Linked DNA regions of Mus musculus: regions 1, 2, 3, 4, 5 and 7 are each linked to region 6. The links are chromatin contacts, called in public HiCAR-type, HiChIP or PLAC-seq and promoter capture Hi-C maps. All regions are on one chromosome and are shown on one strand. The core of a region is the stretch at or near the end of the contact, and the rest is flanking DNA. Distances in the headings are between cores, read along the strand shown. Region 1 holds the start of Tifa (TRAF-interacting protein with forkhead-associated domain). Region 2 overlaps Gm36373 (a long non-coding RNA gene). Region 3 holds the start of Neurog2 (neurogenin 2). Region 4 holds the start of Cyp2u1 (cytochrome P450, family 2, subfamily u, polypeptide 1). Region 5 holds the start of Fam241a (family with sequence similarity 241, member A). Region 6 holds the start of Elovl6 (ELOVL family member 6, elongation of long chain fatty acids (yeast)). Region 7 has its middle 31 kb from the start of Gm35667.

Region 1 (2,824 bases), core at 126-2,625, 1.7 Mb before region 6:
GGAAAATAAAGAGCATGCCCTCTAGCATCCTGAATTTTAACCTGTATCTTCTGTCAGTGTTGTTAATAGCCCCTACTTAAATATTAATAGTATAAAGTGAAGGTTTCTATGTTATTTCTCTACTTGTGTTAATGCACTTTGACCATGTCCATCACTTTATTACTCCCTTATTCGTCACATTTTTTTCACATGTTCTTCAACTCAGCTTTGAAGATTAAAGAGTTCAGATGGAGCACAATCATGACGCTAGGATTCACAGGAGGCAGAAGGGTCTTGACTTGGAAGCTAGCCTGAGCTACATGACAAAACCTTGTCTAAAAAGAAAACCGTTAACAAGAAAGAGATCTGAGAGCAGAAACTCCGATTTTTATGTTACTTTATTGCCTGGGTTTATTTGGCACAATCACTTGGCAATGTCTTATCTTGTACCTGCTTTGATACAGCTCAATCGAAAGAAGATTCCGTGGCTGTCTCTTCTTCCAAGAAGGAATAATAAACGTTGATCATTAACCAACGAAATTACATCCCTTACTGGAATCTGCCTCACTTAAATGTACTTAAGTCCTTTCCCAGCCGAGGCTTCCCAGCAGAATTGGGGGGGGGGGGGAGGCCCTCCAGTAGACTGACAACAGTGCAGAAGCCACATCATTTTATTGTCCCAGAAAAAGACCTACCTCCCCTGACATTAAGGACAGAGTCCAGACAAATAAACAGTTTCCATGGAAAGACTGTGGGAATTGCTATTCAGGTTCCCAAGCAGAGGGGACGACGGAACGGACAACTAGAACATCCTTGGCAACTTCTACAGTCACTCTGGTTCTCTTCGCTCTGCTCTCCATCGCTCTTCTCCCTAAATAGAAGCCCTCTCCTACCTCTCTCCACAGCTGCCTTCTGTATTTCCATCCCAACCTCCTTGAACTTCGGAAATTAGTGTCCGGGTATCCAGTCGGTCCTCTGAAAGACCCTCACGAGGCTGTTGCCCCTGTCACCACTCAGCACTAGGTGTTGGGCGAAGAAAGGTTGGTTAGCCGGAAGTGACAGGTGAGGAGGCTTCTGGACGGCTTGTGCGCAGGGTGGCAGCATCCCGAGGAAGGTTCCAATCCTGTCTGGCTGGACTCTCATCCGCTCCCCACGCCTCGGGTTGAGCAGAGAGTAGCCACTGCCTCCCAAGGCCCGAGATCAGGCGCACATTCTTAGGGTCCCCAACGAGTCCTCCAACTGCCTGCTGGTCCACCACCCCACAGCAGCTCTTAATCTGGAACCGACCCAGTTCCTTTCTTCTCAAAGCCCAGCTCCCGGGTCACATGCCATCTAGAGCTGCCTCTTGTTGGAGAAGGTGCGGTCGCCCCGGGTGCCCGGCGACTCAAACCCGGTCAGTCAGGAGACCTCAGAGAGGCGACAGGGGGCAGGGCTTCCTGTGGAAAAGGGCTGGACGGCGGCGGCAGCCTCTTGCCTGGCTCTGCGGGGCTTTCCTCCCGGCAAGGGCTTTGCCGAGGTCACTCGCGCGAGGCCGCTCTTGGCGCGCCCGTGGGAGGCTCGGTGGCGTGGGAGGACCAGCGACCTGCGGATTCCTCGAGCTCCCACGGCGCTGGCAGCGACGGTCCCCCACCCCCACCCCTATCCCCAGGCTTCCACCAGAAGGCTCCGCAAGACTCACGGACCTCCAAGTCCCCAGGTACCTATTGGTCACCTGTTTAGCTTGAGAGTGGGGGACTGTCGCTTGCCTGCTTCTCTCTCTCTCTCTCTCTCTCTCTCTCTCTCTCTCTCTCCCTCCCTCCCTCCCTCCCTCCCTCTCCCTCTCCCTCGCTCTCGCTCTCTCTCTCCTTGGCTTGGTTTACAGGCAGTCTTGCACTATATACTAAGGAAAGGTTGAAAAAATATATAGCCAGCGCGATCTTAAGCTTATGAAATACGTGATCTTTATAAAATAAGGGAGGAACCGAACAATACTGGGGGAGGGGAGCGGTGTGTGTGTATGTCTTTCCTCTCCTATTCTTGCAAACTTTTCATCCAATCGGAAACTAGAAGGATGCCGCTTGTGCATTCTGGCTCACTAGCCGACATCCCGGTCCCCCGCCGTCACATGCTGTTATTGAACTTGGGAAATATCCCAGTCCGGAGTGCACAAGCCTCTTCCAGACCCACCTCCCGGCCGTAGCCGGGTCACAGGAAAGCCCAGCGTCGTTGTGATCCGGGATTTTCCAATTTTCCCAGAGGATTCGCATCCGGTTGCTGGGAGAGGCTCCGTGGGGGGTCCGCGGCCAGGGAGGGGAGTGGGGCCGGGGTGGGGATAAGAAGTGGAGGGTGGGCAGAGCGAGAATCGCCAACGCTGGAAAGCGCTGAGCTTGCCTGACGCTCTCCTCTCCGTACTTGGTTGCCCCCACTCTCTCTGAAAGATTGGGAACCAGAAAGGCTGCTGAGTCGGCAGTGCAGGTCTGCTTTGGTGTAAAATTCGCGGACAAATGTCTTCTAAGACACCCGGTGGGGCCATGGCAACTGAGGGAGTTGGGCAAGAGAGTAAAATTATCTTTTGTTTCTTCCAAGTTTCTCTTCCCCTTCTGCCAGCTCGGTGTCGGGTGTTTGTCAAGAAGAGAAGCTTTTTTGCAAAAATAAAAACTCCCTTCTTGTAATCACAATCGCTAGCATATCGACTCAGAGGAACCTCCATTTACAGCAAATTCTAAAAACGTGAGAAACCTTGATGGCATGCGTGACCCCTACCCAGGGGAGCCGTGCAAACTTCCCTTTAAACCGTTTGGACACCTGGCTCATTTTAGTAAAAACATCTCTGCGTAGCTTCTCATCTGTGGTATTTGCAACCAAT
Region 2 (3,079 bases), core at 481-2,980, 1.2 Mb after region 6:
CTCCAGACTAGAACTGGCCAACACAGCTCAATCCTGCTCCCTCCTCCTCCCTTGTGAGTTCAATTACAAAGGGTCTCTGCAGCCAGGAGAAACCGGTGCCAGGAGCCTGAGCTGGACACTCTCTCTTGTCTAAAGCGGTCTTGGAGGCAGCCTTTTCCTTTAAAGGGGCTCCAGAGCAGCTTCCAGGGCTGTGAATCAAATCCCAAGCCTAAGTCTGCCGGCATGCTCAATCGTGGTAACCGCTCGTCACTGGGGGGTTCTACAGTCTTCCTCCAGGGTAGTCCTCTCTGAACCAGGCTCATGTGTCTGTCCTGACCTACAACAAAGAACATGGAAAGACTGACTGTTGTCCCTTCTGTTCTTGACCTAACTGTAGAGGACAAATTCAGTCAGGTGTAGACCAGCATCATCCAGACCAGATGACAGGGCTCTTTCAGCCTGCATGGTCAAGTTGCCTTGATTACTCTACCAAGGACAGAAGAGGAAGTGTTCTTAGCAACCAACTTGTCAGCCCTGTGCCGTTGCTCAGGGTAGTCATGGTAGACTGGCTATCTAGTCATCTCTGCTGTCACCTCCACTGTCTGTCCCTCTGCATTTGTAGCTTTTGTGAACACTATCTCTGCCAGTCCTGCTGGTGTGTGTGTGTGTGTGTGTGTGTGTGTGTGTGTGTGTGTATGTGTGTGTGTCATTTTCATAGCTTATTGTGTTCTATCTCTGATAGTCTTGATAAAAGCTGCCGGCCAGCCCCTGTAGAGCTGCCCTAGGCTTACTCAACCTCTGTGGATGGATTCAGAGCAGAGCAGCTGAGCTACAGAATTCAGAGTATGGAGCCCTGGATGCTAACACTTGACTGTAATCACTTCTCTCAGACAGGAAGCATGTCAGTAGAAGCCCAAATGGTTCATCTATTACACGGCTCTGAACTCTTTGGCCTCTTTGCATCTTTCCGTGAAGAACAGCGTCCCTGAGAAATGTCACATAGAGAACAGTATTGTGGCCAGGTACTCAAAGCTTCCCCCCTTCTCAGTATCTCTTCTTACATCCTGGATTTAAAACAATCAACTTGAAGAGTCCTTTGAAGGATCTAAAAGTGCTCCACATTAAGTGTGACATCAAATCACAACTTGGCATGAATGTGTCTCCATTTCCTATGACATACCTAACTGTCCATGCCTAGCTTCCCAGGGGTAAAGCTCCTCCTAATTCAAGCCACCGATGGCCACTCCTAGGACTCAGACAAACCACAGGAGCACACCGCGTTTGACAAAAACTTTGCCTGTATAAGCTTTTGATCACCATATCCTCACCCGGATTCAGTTCTCTTCATGTTTGTCCACATCACACTATGGGGTATATCTCCCCTTCTCAAATGTAGTCTCCATGAAAGCAAGGATTTATATCTTCACTGTCCTATCACGTGCACTTGAAAGAATACTTCACAACTGTCAGAATCCTTTAGAAGAGATAAACTTAGTCCCCTGAGCATCTATGACAACGTGCGTTACAAAGTATCCCTCATTTCCGTGGACAGAAGCAACACAGGCACTCAAGTAAACTGCCCAGTAAGCAGAGCAAGTCAGTGGTGATAGGTGCACGAAGACTCTGGACAACGTCAGCCCTCTATACCTATTGCAGTTTCTCCTTTATCCTAGGCTGTAGCCTCCCCCAGCCTGAAGCGGGCTGGCACAGACCTTGTCGCCAATGAGGTGGAGCCACCTGCGGTGCAGCTTTCCAACTTGGCTGGCTCCTTTTGAAGTGACAACTGCCCTGCTCTTCTGCTACCTGCAGAAGGAACAGAGGTTGAACCTGTCTTCCTGAGGCATTCCTGAATAAGCAACCAGCCTGGCGACCAAGTGCTGGCAGAATGGCTCCAGGCACCAAGAATGGACTGGCGGGGGTTAGGGGGGCTTCCCCCTTATAAGCAAGGTCTCTTAGTAAACTCTCGGGCCTTGATCAGAACCTTTGTCTTGGCTTCATTATCTTTTCTCGAAGTCTAAGTGTCTTTCAGCCCAGCCTGCCTCCCGGGTGTACCCGGTTCATGTAGGCCGAGGGACAGCATACAACACTATGCCAATCAATGGGATGGGTGGCACCACTGTAAAGAAGAGAAGACAGAAGGGAATGGAAAGTATTTGTTTAAATTCCCACATAGAAAGGGACACAGCAGGGCCTTGAGCCTGTCTGGGCTGGCTTCTAAGAGTGAACTAGTGTCAAAGCCAATTATCTGACTATAATAGGGAAAGGCCAGAGCTATGGGGTCTGAGGAGCCCTGCACTTTCTTGCCAGGCATGTGACACCGTGGCTGCTCTTTCCCCAGGCCACTTCTTAGGGCTGTCTTTGCAGCCCACCACATTGATGGATAACTGTCCCTCTTGGACAAAGTATGGGTTTGCCTCCCTTCCCTTCCACACACTATAAAACAGCACATCACTAAACTCAGTGTTCTGCAGCTAGGAGCCAGCTACCCATGTGCGCAGCATCTATCACTACCCTGTGGGGCTTGGCGAGTGTTGTCCCCACGCTGCTTGCTCCGCTGTAACAAAGTCCTTTGTCTTTGACCCAGAAGTCTCAAGTTTTCTGCCAATATCCATGAAACAGTAACAGACCCAGATTATTAACTGACAAACAGAGCCTGGCACTGTTTGTTTTAGAAGAAGTGACCCAGGTTACAAAATAGAACAAAACACAAATGCTGTCAAAAATCACGGTGACTGTCAATTCACTAAGTGTTCATGGAACGCAAGTGACACAGATGACGATCAATTAGTTGGAAGCCTGTTTACTGTCAAATAAAACTTTACGTGACTCAGCATTTTGGATGAAGAAAGAAGCCCTATCCTGGTGATGTGTGTACTATGCGCTTGATTTACCATGAGGCTTGCATAGCCTTGGTCCCTCTACCAATGGCGCTCACTGAAATAAAGCAAACAGTGAAAACCCTTGAGATTAACTACAGGAAGTCAGAGGAATGGCATGTGCGGATCAAACCAAGGATGCCAGTACTCAGAGTCAGTTCAAGAACGATGGAGGAAGCTGGCAGAGTACCTCCCTGGCTTGTGGGGTCCCAGATTCAACTGCC
Region 3 (2,854 bases), core at 305-2,804, 1.9 Mb before region 6:
GCTCTGGCTGAACTCTTCTCTGAGATTCAGCTCATTTTCAGTCCCAACGAACTAAGGAGCCAGAGACCTGCGGATAATCTCTTTCTCTGGCTCTGGTGGACTGCTAAAGCCCCTCCCAAGACTCTCCTTTCATCCTCGCAAAAAAGGACCCCGCGACCGGTCCCAGATGACACTCAGGACTCACTCACTTCTGGGACTCTGGTTCTGCGTCTAGTGGTAAAGGGGAGGGACAGACAGCAATTCAGAACAAGTTTCCTCTCAAGTCCAGCAGGGAGCTAGAGCTCCTTTCTATTTTTTTTCTCCCCATTGAAAAGGCAGAATTGGGAGGACAGGCCCTATGTCTCAACAACGCCCCCCAGAGCGGAGCAGAGGTCATACAAGTGTCAGAGTGATCCACTCGCTCCTAGGAGCAGTAGCACGCCTGCCTTTGCCACCCACACAGGAAGCCACCTTATAGTATCATCTGGCTCTAACCTGTTGTTGGTACCCATCCCCTTCCGCACCAGAAGCCCCCCAAATTACGTCAAGGCGTGAAGCCTCACTGTGTCTCAGGGAAAATGGGTGTGTCAAGTGAGTGCGTTTATTTTATTTTATTTTATTTTATTTTTTTTTAATGCTCATCAATTGCTCTCCGACCAATTTCCCCTTCTAGGGGACGTCTCTGTGAACTCCTAATGTTTCCCAAACAGTCATAGACACGTTTCTCTAGAACTCAGGCACACTCTCTCACAACGTGCCTCCTGTCTGGCACACGTACGTGACCCCTTCCTTTTCCTAATTAGACTAAGGTGTTTTAAAACCCGTTTTCTAGTTGATACGGCCCCAAAGAGGCTTTGCCGAGACATGGCCGGCAGCACCACCAGGCTGCCTTCTCCGGGATTCTGACTCTCACTAATTCAAGGCTCCGGTCGCCCGCCCGTGAGACCCCGGCTGAGACGGGCGGGACGCGTATGGAGGACTCGGGCGGGAGCAGTAGTCGGGGTGCCCCCCCCCCCCCCCGCCATGGGCCCCCAGCACTCGGGCCCCTAATGAGCTGCTGAAAGGGAGCGGGCTCCGGTGCGCGTGGCTCGCAGGCCTCCCGGAGTCCCGGGAACACTGATTGGCCAGCTGCGCCTCGCGACCTCCTTTCATTAATAAATTAGCGGCACGCTCCAGCCGAGCGCGAGCCACCAATCACAATAGACAGCGGCGGCGACAACAGCCGCAGCTTGAGCCACTGCCGCCGCCGCGGCTTCGGTAGCTTGGGCTGCAGCCTGGAGCGCCAACAGGAGCTTTAGAACCATTTTATGCTGATTAGATAAAGGGGGGACGGAGGGGCGGGGGTGATGGAGGAGGAGGATGGATGGCCAGGCCAGGGGAGGGGGAGAGGGACTAAAGAAAGGGAAAGAAATGAATGATGATAATACGATGAAAAGAATAAGCTGGGGAGGGAGAGCGGGGGACCAGGACAGGCGGAGGAGGAGAGGGCGGGGGAAGGGTAGGTGAGGAGGGGGCCCCGGGGCAGATCTGATTGTTTTCTTGGTGGTATATAAGGGGTTTTAAGGAGAGTCGTGTGCCAGACACGCAGCCACTGAACCACAAGCAGCTCGGCTTTAACTGGAGTGCCTTGGAGTCGCGTGCCAGCAGCCACACGGCCAGGGACTGACTGACAGACAACCACGCACGAGAACGACAACACACGAGACTCGGGCGAGCTGCCGCGGTCGTCCGGGCTCTTGGCAAAGTCGCCCAGCCGAGAGGCCCCCCCGCGGAGGTGCGCCTAGGAAGCGCCAAGCCCGCGGCGCGGAGGACACCGTGCTCGGTTCCGGGCTGCGGGGACATTCCCGGACACACACCGGAGCAGCAGCTGCGCCGCGACACATCTGGAGCCGCGTAGGTAAGTGTGCATGCCGCGGCTCTCCACTTCGCAGGCAGTGTCCCCACGCAGGCTCACGCCGCCCACGCTAACTCCATCGCTCTAGACGCAGTGACTTCTGTGACCGGCAGAAGGTGGCTCGAGCCCGGGGCGCTCCTCCCCAGCTCTGTCCTCGCCATCTTCGCGAATGCACATTGAGGGAGATGGAGGGGGGGGGGGCGGGGCGCGGCGCCAGCGACACTTTACCCTGTCCATTCTGGGAATAAATTTCATCTGCCTCTTCTTTCTCAGGATGTTCGTCAAATCTGAGACTCTGGAGTTGAAGGAGGAAGAGGAGGTACTGATGCTGCTGGGCTCGGCTTCCCCGGCCTCGGCGACCCTGACCCCGATGTCCTCCAGCGCGGACGAGGAGGAGGACGAGGAGCTGCGCCGGCCGGGCTCCGCGCGTGGGCAGCGTGGAGCGGAAGCCGGGCAGGGGGTGCAGGGCAGTCCGGCGTCGGGTGCCGGGGGTTGCCGGCCAGGGCGGCTGCTGGGCCTGATGCACGAGTGCAAGCGTCGCCCGTCGCGCTCACGGGCCGTCTCCCGAGGTGCCAAGACGGCGGAGACGGTGCAGCGCATCAAGAAGACCCGCAGGCTCAAGGCCAACAACCGCGAGCGCAACCGCATGCACAACCTAAACGCCGCGCTGGACGCGCTGCGCGAGGTGCTGCCCACCTTCCCCGAGGATGCCAAGCTCACGAAGATCGAGACGCTGCGCTTCGCCCACAATTACATCTGGGCGCTCACCGAGACTCTGCGCCTGGCGGACCACTGCGCCGGCGCCGGTGGCCTCCAGGGGGCGCTCTTCACGGAGGCGGTGCTCCTGAGCCCGGGAGCTGCGCTCGGCGCCAGCGGGGACAGCCCTTCTCCACCTTCCTCCTGGAGCTGCACCAACAGCCCGGCGTCATCCTCCAACTCCACGTCCCCATACAGCTGCACTTTATCGCCCGCTAGCCCCGG
Region 4 (2,949 bases), core at 18-2,517, 1.8 Mb after region 6:
GGGGAGTTTCCAAGGCAAAATTAGAAATGGGGTGAGGGAGGGGATATCAAAGTATGAAGTCAGGGGGCCACTCTCCTGAACCGAAGCATATATATGCCACCCACAATGGATTCAGTCTTGTACTTCAGTGTCTGAAGACAGAACACAGGATTGACAGGTGGCTGGAGAATAGGAGATCGAGACCCTGTGTCTGCCGAGGGAGATATACACGGGCTCTGGGAACAGACTGGCTATCTTGAAATATTCTCTCAAAAAAATTAGTCACTTTCTCTTAAATTTAACCTCAGGCAAGTTCTTTAGTCACCCGCGGGGAGCAGCCACATTCTTTGCCAAAATATTAGAGGCTATGAACACATCCGGTTCACCAGTCTCCTAGCTTGGATTCTGGCCATTCCTAAGGGGGAAAAAAATATCTTCTTATACTTTTGCAACTGAATGATACTCGGTGAAATGAATCCCCCTCCCCCTTTTCCTAACACAGCCAATGTTTAGAAACGTTGAGATCAGACCTATGCGTGAGAAGGCCTCACTTGGGACAAAGGAAGGCTTCCGGGGTGGGTGGTCCTTATTTTACAGTTTGGTGCCCACACCTCCCTCACTTTCCAGTGTGTCTCCCACTTTAATCGCACACTAGAAAGCCACGCCTCCGTCCTCTATCCCCTATGCTGGTCATGACGCAGGTCCTGCCGCCTGGGGATCCTGAGCCCGCGGCGCGCTCACCCTTCTCCTTGGTCATGATGGAGATGAGCGGCATCCGCGGGCGGTCACTGAACACTTCAGCCTGCTGCACTAGCGCCTCGCGCACGCTGTGGAAGTCGCTGAGGACCACCACCAGACGGTGGCCGATGAAGAAGCTGAAGATGTTGCCATAGACACGGGCCATCCTGGCCAGGTACACATGCTGGCCCACCGTGTCCGTCTGGCTGCCCGAGCCCAGCCAGAACTGCGGTCGTAGAAAGCGCGGCACCAGCAAGTGCCCGAAGTTACCCACGAGTGGCCGAGGCTTGGGCCCCGGAGGGATGCCGCAGGCGCGTTGCCGCCGCAGCCAAACCCAGCCTAGCAGCACCGCCAGCAGGCAAAGTAGCAGCGCGCCTCCTGTCGCCCGCACGTGCAGTCTAGCTCCCGGCTGCTCCCCTGCCGCGGGACGCTGGTCCCCGAGCGAGGACATGTCCCAGGTACCGCCTGCATCTAGCTCCGCTGCAGACGCGCCGGCACCGCGACAGTAGCCGGCTACATGACTCAAGGTCAACCGCGAGGCAGGGCAAGGCACGCCCTTCCGATTGGCTGCGCCGCGTGCCCCTCTCGGGATCCTCCAGTCAGCTGCTCCTGCATAAGGTGGGGGCGGGACGTCCTACGGGACGGCTGGTGGTGACGAGTGGTCTCTCGCAGCACAGCTGAGCTGTCCTGAGTGGGGTTTTGTTTGTTTGTTTGTTTGTTTGTTTGTTTGTTTTGCCAGTTTAGTGCACTAGCAGCAGCAGGCTCCTCCAGGGGGTGTGAGCTTTCTGTGGGTTTCTGCATATGGCCTGACTATATCAAAACACTCAGAGAACCCGGGCTGGGTGACTGCTTTATTAATTAGCCTTAGACAAGACCTGAAATGCTGAGCTAGTATCCAACAATGTGATGTGTGGATATTCCAACATCTGGGGATGGCTCCAGAGTGCTTTACCTTCCTGTCATTTACAGGCCAGATGTTGTGGTTTCTCTCGGTTAGACTCTCCCTAGAATTGTCGATGCCCCCCCCCCTTTTTTTTCTATTTTAATTTTTCTATTCTTATTTCTATTTTCTACTTTTATTTGAATCTTGATAGCCTAGAACTCCTTATGTAGACCAGTTTGGCTACCAATTCAGAGATCCACCTACATCTGCCTCCAGAATTCACATATTAAAGACATATACTACCATGCTGGGGGAGGGGGTCAAATTCTAGCCCATGCTTGTGGTAGGGAAGTGCTTCACCTGTGATCCACGTTTGGTTCCTGTGTTAGATCACTCCCTCCCAACAAACACACGCACACACCACACAGAATTTGAACACTATGGTGCGTTATAAATATGACCAAAGCTTGAAGGGTGGTGACTTCTTTTCCTATTATGTGGGTTTTTAAAAAATATCTACTGTTCTCTACTGCTTTTGCCGTAGTTAGTAAAGTACACAAATACATTCTTCCTTCTCCCCTCCACAAACTACAAAAGCCCCTGTCACATTTCCAGTAATTAACCCTTATCAGATTCCTTTTCTTGTGTGACTTTAAACAAGATTTCCGAGTATAAGACATTAAGATGTTCATTATTATCTTGTTACTGTCTTGCAACTGGCCGCTCCTGTAACTCACAGTCCAGCCTTAATTGGAAGCCCCCTGTTTACGCTTCCACTGTTGGGTGCGATCACAGGAGTACTGTACTCTCCCCAGAGCACACATACACTTTCCAGCTGCTTGTTGGCAGATGCAGTCTCCAATACGGCATTTCCTTCTCTTTATGCCATTCTCTAACCCACTACTATCGGGTGAGCTCAATTCACAAATTATCTTAAGCTGTTTAGTCCCCCTTTTTCATGGCACAGCAGGAATCTATCCGACCCATTTGTCTTATCTTCTGCCTCTTCCCTGCCACCAAACACCCAGACTGCTGCCGCGTGCCCCCTCTTTGAAATATTCTCTGCAAAAAAATTAGTCACTTTCTCTTAAATTTAACCTCAGGCAAGTTCTTTAGTCACCCTCGGGGAGCAGTCACATTCTTTGCCAAAATATTAGAGGCTATGAACACATCCGGTTCACCAGTCTCCTAGCTTGGATTCTGGCCATTCCTAAGGGGGAAAAAAATATCTTCTTATACTTTTGCAACTGAATGATACTCGGTGAAATGAATCCCCCTCCCCTTTTTCCTAACACAGTTGGAATTAAGAGAGCCCTTCCAATCCTTGTACAACTTTGTCCAAATAAAAC
Region 5 (2,819 bases), core at 168-2,667, 1.6 Mb before region 6:
AGGCATGTGATAGGGTATCTATTCTCTAGAATGTATATTTAATTTTTTGTTTCATCCCCTTTCCTTGTTCTAGTAACAATATCAGTAAGACTAGAGTTCCTGGCGCTGTCCATGTCATTGTATTGCTAAGGTCCAGAGATGGTTAAGGGAAGGATTTCACATATGCCATTACAACCATTTGCACATTTACTTTTGGAAAGGGAGTTTTAGTTGCTGGCTGTGTTTTCCAGTTGAGCAAGAGTAAGAGGAAATCAAGACCTTCTCTATTGAGACATGCATGGTACAGTTTGGTAAGAACACCGCCCGCAAGGGCACCAGCAAGATCTCCTAGCTACCAATTTATTTGCTTCAGTCACTGGCTCCTATATTGTCACATAGATGAATAATTACTGTCTACACGGTGATCAAGCCCACATTAGCATTATTTTTGTTTCTTAAGTAATGGGTTTTATTAATGTATTTAGTTATTAATGTACTTAGTGATATTAGAGGACAAGTTACAGGTATTATTAACTGATGATTCCAGAAGTCTAGGCTTACTTATGTGATTTCTAAAGGTCTTTGTATCTGGGGGATTTTTGAGTAGCTAATTACTGTACTGCCTGTAAAAAAAAAAAAAAAAAAATCGTCCCACGTAGAACTCCATCTTTACATTCAACTGCTAGTCTAGTCTTACAGATATCTGATGTTATAATTTCCCTTAGTCTTCTCAATGATATCCAATTCTGAGAACTTTAAAAGTACCCAGTTTCCTTATTATGTCTGTTACTAAAGCTTCCTTCCCTTTGGTGCTCACAGCAGGCAATTTTCTTTTTTTTTTTTTCCTTTCCACTTCTAAAATGAAGTTCAGCTCTGCTCGGTGGTGCTGTGAAACTTGCTCTGGGAGAGTCCCGGTGTCACCTAGGCACCGACCCGTGCTTCCCGATCCTCTGTGCGGGCCGTCCGCCCACCCCGTCCAGGGCGCGTGCAGTGCTCGGAATTCGAGCGCACGGCGCGCCCACGTAGCGCAAGTTGCCGGGTGGTTTTGAGGTGAGGCTCCGGAGGGCATTTCCACCGAGCCCGGCCCCGCCCGTCAACCGCTCGCCGCGTGCCCAGCCGCCACCCCGCGGCCCGCGCGCCCGCGCTCACCTGCTCGCCCTCGTCCTGCGGCCGCCGGCGCCGCGGGCTCGCCCCGTGCTCCGGCTCCTCAACCCGCCCGGCCGGCGCCGCCCCGTCCTCGTCGCACTCCCCGCCGGCGCTGCCGGCGCCGCCCCGCAGCAGCTTCCTGGCCGAGCACATCCCACCGCCGACTCCGGCCGCCCGCACGGCTGCCGCTGGCCACACCGGGACTCCCGACGCACACGGGAATCCTTAGAAGCGCGCCCGCCGGCCTGGGGGCCAGAAGTGCAGGAGCCGCCCGCCCCTCCTGTCAGCCGCTCGCCCCACCCCCAGCTCGGGGGCGGAACCCCGGGGGCGGGGGCGGGAGGAGGGGCGGGGCCATAGCGGACCGCGGCCCAATGAAGGCGGGACCTGGTGGGTTGGGCAGGGTACTGGGAGGGGCGGGGCCAGGGAGGGGCGGAACCAAGGGAGGTGTAGCATTATTCCAGTTAGTGCATGAAACTATGAATGAGGCCATAGGCTCCTGAGGGAGGTTGTATGTGTCTGACACCTATTAAAGTATATGACATCTGTGAAATTGTGTATCTGTAACTATCTGTACACAACAGACAGATATCCTGTGGTGTGTGTGTGTGTGTGTGTGTGTGTGTGTGTGTATGTGTAAAAGACAGAGAGAGAGGAAGAGAGAGAGTGTCAGAGGTGAGGAACACTGTAACAGACTACATGAGGGAGATTATGTATGAAATCGGCCATAGGTGCATGAGGGAGATTGTATCTGACAGGTTTTTAATGCATGTGAGAGCCCATGTGTGATTGTGTGTGAGTAACTATACACACACACACATACACACACTTAGATGTTGTGTTTAGTGTGTGTGTGTGTGTGTGTGTGTGAGAGAGAGAGAGAGAGAGAGAGAGAAGGAGGAGGAGGAGGAGGAAGTTATGTGTTGTGAGAAAGTGTGTGTAAGAAACATTGTAACAGACTGTAACCAAGTGCTTACAGGAGATTATATGAAAAAGACCATTAGATGCATGAGACCCTGTCTGATAGAGTATTATAAAAGCCTGTGTCTAATTGTGTGCCTGTACACAACAGATTGTGGAAGACTGTATACCAGAGTCTTTTGTGACAGGACAGTGTGGGAGATCATAGGTGTTGAAAGTTTGTGTGAGGATGTAGGTATACAGAAGAGGGCAACTGAGAATAAGAAGCTCATATGAGAGGGAGCTGTGTGCATGAAGGTGTGGGCACATGTAAGAGGTTCTGGGAGTGTGAAAGACCACCCAAACACACAGTATCCCTCCATACCAGCTGCAGCGGGCGCTCAGCTGTGCCTGGGTGTGCTGTTGGCTGCTTGTGCCTAGGAAGGAATGCAGGCTCTCTGTCGCTTGTTCCTCCCCTTTTGCCTCCTCTCCCTAAGCATCTCTGAGTGACCATGCCTATTTCTCTCTGCTTCCTAGTGTGTGTGGCTTGTGGGAGCCCTGGGCTCATTTCCTGGTCTCTCTGCCGTAGTGTGCATTTCTAGAAATGGTTTAAAAATTCTCAGCGACTGGTAAGAGAGAGAAATCGAGTTTCTTTTTCTTTTTTCTTGCTAGCCCATCATATAAGGGTAAACTGGGGGGCATGAAAGTAAAACAACGAATGGTTTTGCTTTCCTTTAATCCGTGCATTGAGGAAAAGGTTATGGTGTAGCTGGTATATCAGACTGTCGATGGAAATT
Region 6 (2,963 bases), core at 453-2,952:
ATTCCAGCACAAGGGAGGCAGGGGCAAGGAGAGCTATGAGTTGGAGGCCACACTGATTGATCTATTGCTCTACTGTGCAATTTCCAGGATGGCCAGGGATACACAGAGAATCAAAAAACAAAAACAAATAAAAAACCCAAACAAAAACAAAAACAAATGACATTAAAAACCCAGGGTGTCATTCTATCTCCTTGGCTGACCTGGATCTTGTTACTAGACCAGGCTAATCTCAAACTCACAAAAATCCACATGCTTCTGACTCCAGAGTGTATTAGGATTAAGGACATACCCACCCCCCAATTAAGGACATACCCCACCCTTTTAAGACTTGGGGGGCAGGGGAAGCAAGGATGTCACTGTGAAATTCAGACTCACCTCAAATTTCTGGCAATTTTACTAGCACCAGTCTTCCCGCCTCAGCCTCCAGTGTCTTCCTGAGATGATCTGACTGCATGAAATGCCCTCGCCTCATTTTAGTTGGCTGGTAGGTGAGGAAATGAACATCTTAGAGGGTATTTTCTCTCTGGTCCTAATGTACATCTTTAAACTAATAGGTTCTTAGCTGGGCTGTGGTGGCCCGAACCTTAGTCCCAGAACTTGTGAGTGAGGCAGAGGCAGGCAGATCTCTGAGTCTGAGACCAGCCTGGTTTACAGAGCCAGTTCCAGGGCAACAAGGGCTACACAGAAAAATCATGTCTCGAAAAGCCAAAAGCACCTAAAAAACCCAAACCAAACAAACAAAAAAACCCAATCTTGAAAATCACAAACATTTAAAAAACAAACAAACAAACTAATAAGTGTTGATCAGTATCTTTTGTTGGATCTAAATATTATATTATTAGGTACCTTATTGTCTCTTACTTCCTTCTTCCTTTTAGGACTAGAAAATACCATCCTCCAGAAAAATAAGGAGTATTTGGGAATGGTTGCTGTGAGCTGGTAGCCCAGGGGGAGGATTAGCATTACATAAATCCCTCTCCTACATTAATCTTTTCTTCCTAATTTCACAAGAATAAGGCAGAACTAAAGTAAAGCAGATAGATAAAGTTTTGGTATTTAGATCAGTAGGCCTAATTCTGTATGCCAAATTCCCTTCCTTTGTTCATTAATATCCCCTCCTGGTAGCCAAACCCTCTACCTAACTTCTGCCTCCTAGTCAACCTTGACTTCCCAGGTCCTCATCCTCAGCATCCTGTCTGCACGTGGTCTTAGTTCCGAAGGCTACCTGGCCCTAAGGTCAAGGTAAATCCGCGCCCAAGCTGCCCGGTGGAGGTGGTCTCAGAGGGTGCTGCGGGATCGAGGTAGTGAGGAGACTAGATCGCAAGACGTGATCCTCACATTTATTTGCCTGGAGTTCTCATGCCAGAGAACCTGGCAGATTTTACTATTTCCCAATTGTTTACTCGCCAAGCTTTCAGGTCCACGCGCCTCAGGGCTGCGCCTCTCACTCTGAAACTTCATTCAAAGGCCAGGCAGGGAGGCCCAAGAGGTGGCGAATGGGCTTGAGTATGACCTCAAGGCCACTTCCTCCCTCTTGGCGCCCTTCCCTCCCCTCCCCCAGTCCACCAACCACCTTCTTGTAAACAAAACTATCCCCCAGGGCGATGGGAGGTCTTGCTCTTCTGCGCCCTCTCGCGCAAAGGGTTAATTTTCCCGATCGCACGAGGGGGAGGAGATTTCCCTGTAGACGAGTAAAAAGCGTGATGGACAAACGTGCGGGCACTAAGACCGCAAGGCATTCATTTCCTCCTACGGTGGATGCGGACGCTGGGAGGAGAGCCCCTGAGCTAGGAGCTGGGAGCAGAGGCGCAGGCAATGCTCAACCCTGGATGTAGCTGAGAGGCTGGGAGAGAGATCGGCCAGGAGACTGACGGCGGGGCAATACCTAGGGGGGTGGGAGGGGGAAGCAGACAGGAGAGCACTCAAAATAAAAGGCTCTTTACAGATTTTTTTATTTTGTATAGAGAACACGTAGCGACTCCGAAGATCAGCCCCAATGAACATGTCAGTGTTGACTTTACAAGAATATGAATTCGAAAAGCAGTTCAACGAGAACGAAGCCATCCAATGGATGCAGGAAAACTGGTAGGTGATGCTTTCGCGAGATACTATTCCCGGGAGTGCATTAATGTCGGTATTCCTGGTCTGAGCGTGAGCGGAGCGACGGATGGATTGCCGGCAGTAGCCAGCAGATCGCGGAGTTCCAGGGTCTCATGTCTGCAGGAGACTCTGAAGCTGCATGGAAGCGTGCGGTTTGGGGGGTGCTCTGTGTGAGCCGCGGCCACGCGGGCATCTTTGTGTAGATTATATAACATAGAACATATAATATGTGTACCTGTAATAATATACGGGAGACAGAGGCATGTTACAATCCAGCTATCCCACCTGTGTTGTCTCCCTGCTTTCGCTTAGATTTGGGGGTTCTGCTTGGCCTCCCGCAACTGGAGCGTGCAAGGCAGTGGAGGGAGGACCCGGTCTCCGCTCCCTTTAACCCTCTTCAGCCCGCCTCTCTCTGGTCCTTTCCCTCTCCCCATCCCTCGTGTCCTTCCTTTCTCCTTGTAGTTCTTCCACTTTACTGCCCTCCCTTGACTGCCGCCTCCAGCCGTAGATGCCCAGGGTCCAGGACCCCTTCCCCACTCAGATTACTTTCCGGTTTCATAAAGACATCGGGGAGGAGGGGACAATGAAAACTGCAATAAAAATGAATGAACCCGAGCAAGTGGAGCCACGCCATTATTAAGTTTCTGTGTAAAGGAAACGCCTTTTGGACACGCTTCTCCGCGTGGAGCAGCAGTTTAAGTACTGGAAGGCTCCTGCCAGGGCAGTCTCGGAGGTCTTTCCCCAGAACTTCGAATCCGGGAAAACATCTTGTTTACTGAGTTCCTCCGGTCAGTCTTCTGAAAAATCCCCGTGTGGGAGGCGATCCGGTGTCACCTTGCAGTATTTTAAGAAGGGAGCTCCCT
Region 7 (2,702 bases), core at 118-2,617, 1.5 Mb before region 6:
ATGTGTGCATGCATGTATGTGTGTATGTATGTATGTGTATGTATGTGTATATGTATGTGTATGTATGTATATATGTTGTGTGTATACATGTTGTTTATACATTGCTAGTTATGTAGTACTACACAGGCTGAGGACCCTGACTGGTGCAGTCCTGTACAGGTCTTGTGCATGCTGTCTTAGTCTCTGTGAGTTCCTATGAGCTTTCCTCGTGTTGATTTACAGGGTCTTGTTTGCTTGGTGTCCTCCATCCCCTCTGGTGCTTACATTCTTTCTGCTTCCTCTTCTGATGACTCTAGAGGGGGAGAGTTTTGATGGAGATCTCTCGTTTAGGGCTGAGTGTTCTGAGATCTTTCATTCTCCATAATGTCTGGTTGTGGGTGTATGTATTTGTGCCTATCTGATGCAGGGGGAAACTTCTCTGATGTTGACTGGGCAACACATTAATGTACACGTACAGCAAAATGTCACCAGGAGTCATTTCATTGCTATATTTTGTTGTAGTTGTGGTTCCACAGAGCAGTAGTATTTGGTTTTGCCTCAGGTCCCTGGATCATCTAGTCTTAGGTTCTTGGTTACCTAAACAGTGCTAGGTATGGCGGCATAGGCTCCATCCCATGGAGTGGGCCTTCAGTCAAATCAGATATTGTTTGGTTATATTCCCACATGCTGTGTGCTGCCATTTCTCTAGCATTCTTATGAGGACACAACTGTAGATCTGTAGGTTTTGTAGCTAGTTTAGTGTTTATCTTTTTCCTTTGGTGGTATGCAGAGTACCTTCACTGTAATTTATCTGAGACAATGCAAAGTTTTTATTAATTTACACAGGCTCTCATTTGAGACTCATGTGTAATTTAGCCTTTGGTATTTTATCTTAAGCTTAGTTACTATTACAGGAGGGAAGCACAGTAATGTGAGCTTGCATGCACCCAGAACTAGCCGCAGTTGATAGCAATTTTACTTTAAAATTCTAAGCAATATAGGAGTAGAATTGCATTTAACCCACAAGCCAGCAGCTCACAGGGGATCAGTGGTAAACTGTGAAGCAATGTTCTAAAATTTCATTTGGGATGTAAATATACTTTCTAAATTAAACTACTTATAAGGAAATCAGGGATTCCTCATCTGGCCACTAGGTGTCAGGAAAGCTCCATTCTAGAAACTTCTGGTGGGGGAAGGGGACACGGTGTAGTCCATTTGAGGACATCTGCTGTTCACAAAGGTAAAGCAAACAAAGTAAAACACAACAACAACAATAACAATAGCAACAGCAACAGCAAAGCCCAACCATCTTACAAATACACAGACTGCCCAGTGAAGGGCCTTACGCAGAGGACCAGAGAACTAACACCAGTCACCAACGGTGCAAAAGTCTACTTGTGGCCACAGTGGTAAGTCCCTCCTTTTGTTACTATGTTCTATGTGTCCACACACATAATAATGGTGTCCACAGTGGCTCCTGGGTTCCTATTTCCTCACATCCCACCTGGTGGTGCGCCCTCTCAGATGACCCTTTTTGTCGTTTTGGGTTCACGGGTTTCCTCTGGCAATTGGGCAGTTAACTGCATGAAGGGCAGTGGGTTATAAGGTCAAGCCCCCACGCCTCACGTTCCAGAAGGTCTCAAATAGACATGGCTTCCCGTTTACAGTCTTACTTTTCAGCAATATATGTCACTAAAGATGGCTGGGCCTCAGACCCCCACCTCTCTCTATGCTTTCTACAGAGGATGCACAGAGAACAACTCACGTTTGTTTGTGTGCATTTGGACAATGCCTGGCTATGAAGACTCTTACACTGGAGAGAGTCTCAGCACATCATTGTAACATAACTGTGTGGAAAGGATAAATAAAAGAGGGAGCTGGCTGTGTGGTGACTCCTGAGGGAAAGCCAGGATGAGAGCAAGGGGAGAGCCCTCGCCCATCTTGAGTGTAGTTCCGTGGCTTCCGGGGGATTGGTGAGGGTGCTCTTGCCCTGCTTACGACGGCTTTCAGAAGTTTTCTGTAAAATTTGAACAAAAAGACTGAAGATGAGACACACAAAAAAGGGAAAGTCTAGTGAGTAAAAGGATTTACTTCAATAACTCCCCAAATCCTACCCCCAAGTGCGAGGATCATCTCAGTGCTGCACAGCCGCGAGCGAGCAAGCGAGCGAGCGAGCCGGGCCCTGACACTGTGGTGCGAGACCATGATTCATACGAAAGGCAGCATAATTACTGTGAAGAGCAGATTGGATTTCCAAATGAGGAAAGCGCATTCTAGTTCTTTCTTGGCTACGGATAAACACAATTGATTTATGATGAATATGAGGGTCCTGGTTATCTGGCAAATGTATTGTATTTCATGTCGAATAAGCTTAGAGATTTTTTTTTATTTTTTTATTTTTTGCATGTCTACATGAAACCCAATCTGTGCACAACCAGGAGAGCCCGAAGGAATGGTGGCTGGAACTCCTGATGGATGGGAGGAGTGCCACACCGGGCACTCCAGAGGGCAGCATATCTGCTTCCCACCAGCAGTGAGACCACTGTGTGCCTCAGTTTGAATAGCAGAGAAGCGTAGGTTTATATAGCTACTTATCTATTTGTTTACAACTTAAAAATGATGTATTTGACAAATGAGCTTCTGTTTTCTTCAGAGGATACTGAGACTATTTTCTCAGGTCCTGCCTCTCAGGTGATAGCACTCCACAGTAGCTTGCTTGCAGC

What was found. Promoter capture Hi-C pulls out the DNA fragments that hold promoters and counts their contacts. HiCAR-type assays count read pairs that join an accessible place to other places. HiChIP or PLAC-seq counts read pairs in DNA pulled down with a chosen protein or histone mark. Capture Hi-C pulls out chosen DNA fragments and counts their contacts.
Region 1: a promoter capture Hi-C map of pre-B cells shows a contact between it and region 6, with 10 times the contacts expected there. The contact joins the promoter of Tifa here to the promoter of Elovl6 in region 6. A contact is called at or near these places in 8 of 39 promoter capture datasets (the 3T3-L1 cell line, the C10 cell line, the HPC-7 cell line and 4 more), 1 of 484 Hi-C or Micro-C datasets (B cells) and 4 of 115 datasets of contacts at active chromatin or transcription factors (acute myeloid leukemia, astrocytes, large pre-B cells and 1 more).
Region 2: a contact with region 6 is called in a promoter capture Hi-C map of liver, with 4 times the contacts expected there. The contact joins the enhancer-like site here to the promoter of Elovl6 in region 6. A contact is called at or near these places in 3 of 39 promoter capture datasets (hippocampal neurons, liver and pre-B cells), 2 of 484 Hi-C or Micro-C datasets (the N1E-115 cell line and pre-B cells), 2 of 115 datasets of contacts at active chromatin or transcription factors (astrocytes and stem cell-derived neural progenitor cells) and 1 of 9 other capture datasets (adipose tissue).
Region 3: a contact with region 6 is called in a HiCAR-type map of astrocytes, with 4 times the contacts expected there. The contact joins the promoter of Neurog2 here to the promoter of Elovl6 in region 6. A contact is called at or near these places in 3 of 39 promoter capture datasets (hippocampal neurons, pre-B cells and stem cell-derived epiblast-like cells), 2 of 484 Hi-C or Micro-C datasets (embryonic stem cells and reprogramming fibroblasts) and 3 of 115 datasets of contacts at active chromatin or transcription factors (astrocytes, embryonic stem cells and large pre-B cells).
Region 4: an H3K27ac HiChIP or PLAC-seq map of thymic regulatory T cells shows a contact between it and region 6, with 6 times the contacts expected there. The contact joins the promoter of Cyp2u1 here to the promoter of Elovl6 in region 6. A contact is called at or near these places in 1 of 39 promoter capture datasets (pre-B cells) and 1 of 115 datasets of contacts at active chromatin or transcription factors (thymic regulatory T cells).
Region 5: a promoter capture Hi-C map of adipose tissue shows a contact between it and region 6, with 3 times the contacts expected there. The contact joins the promoter of Fam241a here to the promoter of Elovl6 in region 6. A contact is called at or near these places in 3 of 39 promoter capture datasets (the C10 cell line, cranial neural crest and pre-B cells), 5 of 115 datasets of contacts at active chromatin or transcription factors (astrocytes, epiblast stem cells, memory CD8 T cells and 1 more) and 1 of 9 other capture datasets (adipose tissue).
Region 7: a promoter capture Hi-C map of hippocampal neurons shows a contact between it and region 6, with 9 times the contacts expected there. The contact joins the enhancer-like site here to the promoter of Elovl6 in region 6. A contact is called at or near these places in 4 of 39 promoter capture datasets (the 3T3-L1 cell line, 3T3-L1-derived adipocytes, cranial neural crest and 1 more) and 3 of 115 datasets of contacts at active chromatin or transcription factors (astrocytes, cardiomyocytes and embryonic forebrain).

What each region holds. Positions count from the first base shown.
Region 1 is chr3:127,788,497-127,791,320 of GRCm38.p6, forward strand. Tifa (TRAF-interacting protein with forkhead-associated domain) reads left to right here and starts at 1,376. Exons shown (of 3, transcript NM_145133.4): 1 at 1,376-1,675.
Region 2 is chr3:130,682,326-130,685,404 of GRCm38.p6, forward strand. All of the region lies in intron 1 of Gm36373 (a long non-coding RNA gene), which reads right to left. Among named protein-coding and RNA genes, the nearest start is that of Gm36373, 8.8 kb to the right of the region's middle. Within about 2 kb of position 1,731, at least 11 of the 459 cell types and tissues checked have an H3K27ac peak or open chromatin away from gene starts, as enhancers often do. A contact at or near this core is called in liver, where this site is marked.
Region 3 is chr3:127,631,582-127,634,435 of GRCm38.p6, forward strand. Neurog2 (neurogenin 2) reads left to right here and starts at 1,555. Exons shown (of 2, transcript NM_009718.3): 1 at 1,555-1,876; 2 at 2,147-2,854. The coding sequence starts at 2,148.
Region 4 is chr3:131,301,960-131,304,908 of GRCm38.p6, forward strand. Cyp2u1 (cytochrome P450, family 2, subfamily u, polypeptide 1) reads right to left here and starts at 1,268. Exons shown (of 5, transcript NM_027816.3): 1 at 721-1,268. The coding sequence starts at 1,168.
Region 5 is chr3:127,894,906-127,897,724 of GRCm38.p6, forward strand. It overlaps Fam241a (family with sequence similarity 241, member A), which reads right to left and starts at 1,418. Exons shown (of 2, transcript NM_027482.3): 1 at 1,129-1,418. The coding sequence starts at 1,278.
Region 6 is chr3:129,530,684-129,533,646 of GRCm38.p6, forward strand. Elovl6 (ELOVL family member 6, elongation of long chain fatty acids (yeast)) reads left to right here and starts at 1,703. Exons shown (of 5, transcript NM_130450.2): 1 at 1,703-1,812; 2 at 1,965-2,085. The coding sequence starts at 1,997. Gm35986 (predicted gene, 35986) reads right to left here and starts at 1,705. Exons shown (of 3, transcript NR_153368.1): 1 at 1,574-1,705; 2 at 376-481.
Region 7 is chr3:128,000,939-128,003,640 of GRCm38.p6, forward strand. No RefSeq gene overlaps it. Among named protein-coding and RNA genes, the nearest start is that of Gm35667, 31 kb to the left of the region's middle. Within about 2 kb of position 1,368, at least 6 of the 459 cell types and tissues checked have an H3K27ac peak or open chromatin away from gene starts, as enhancers often do.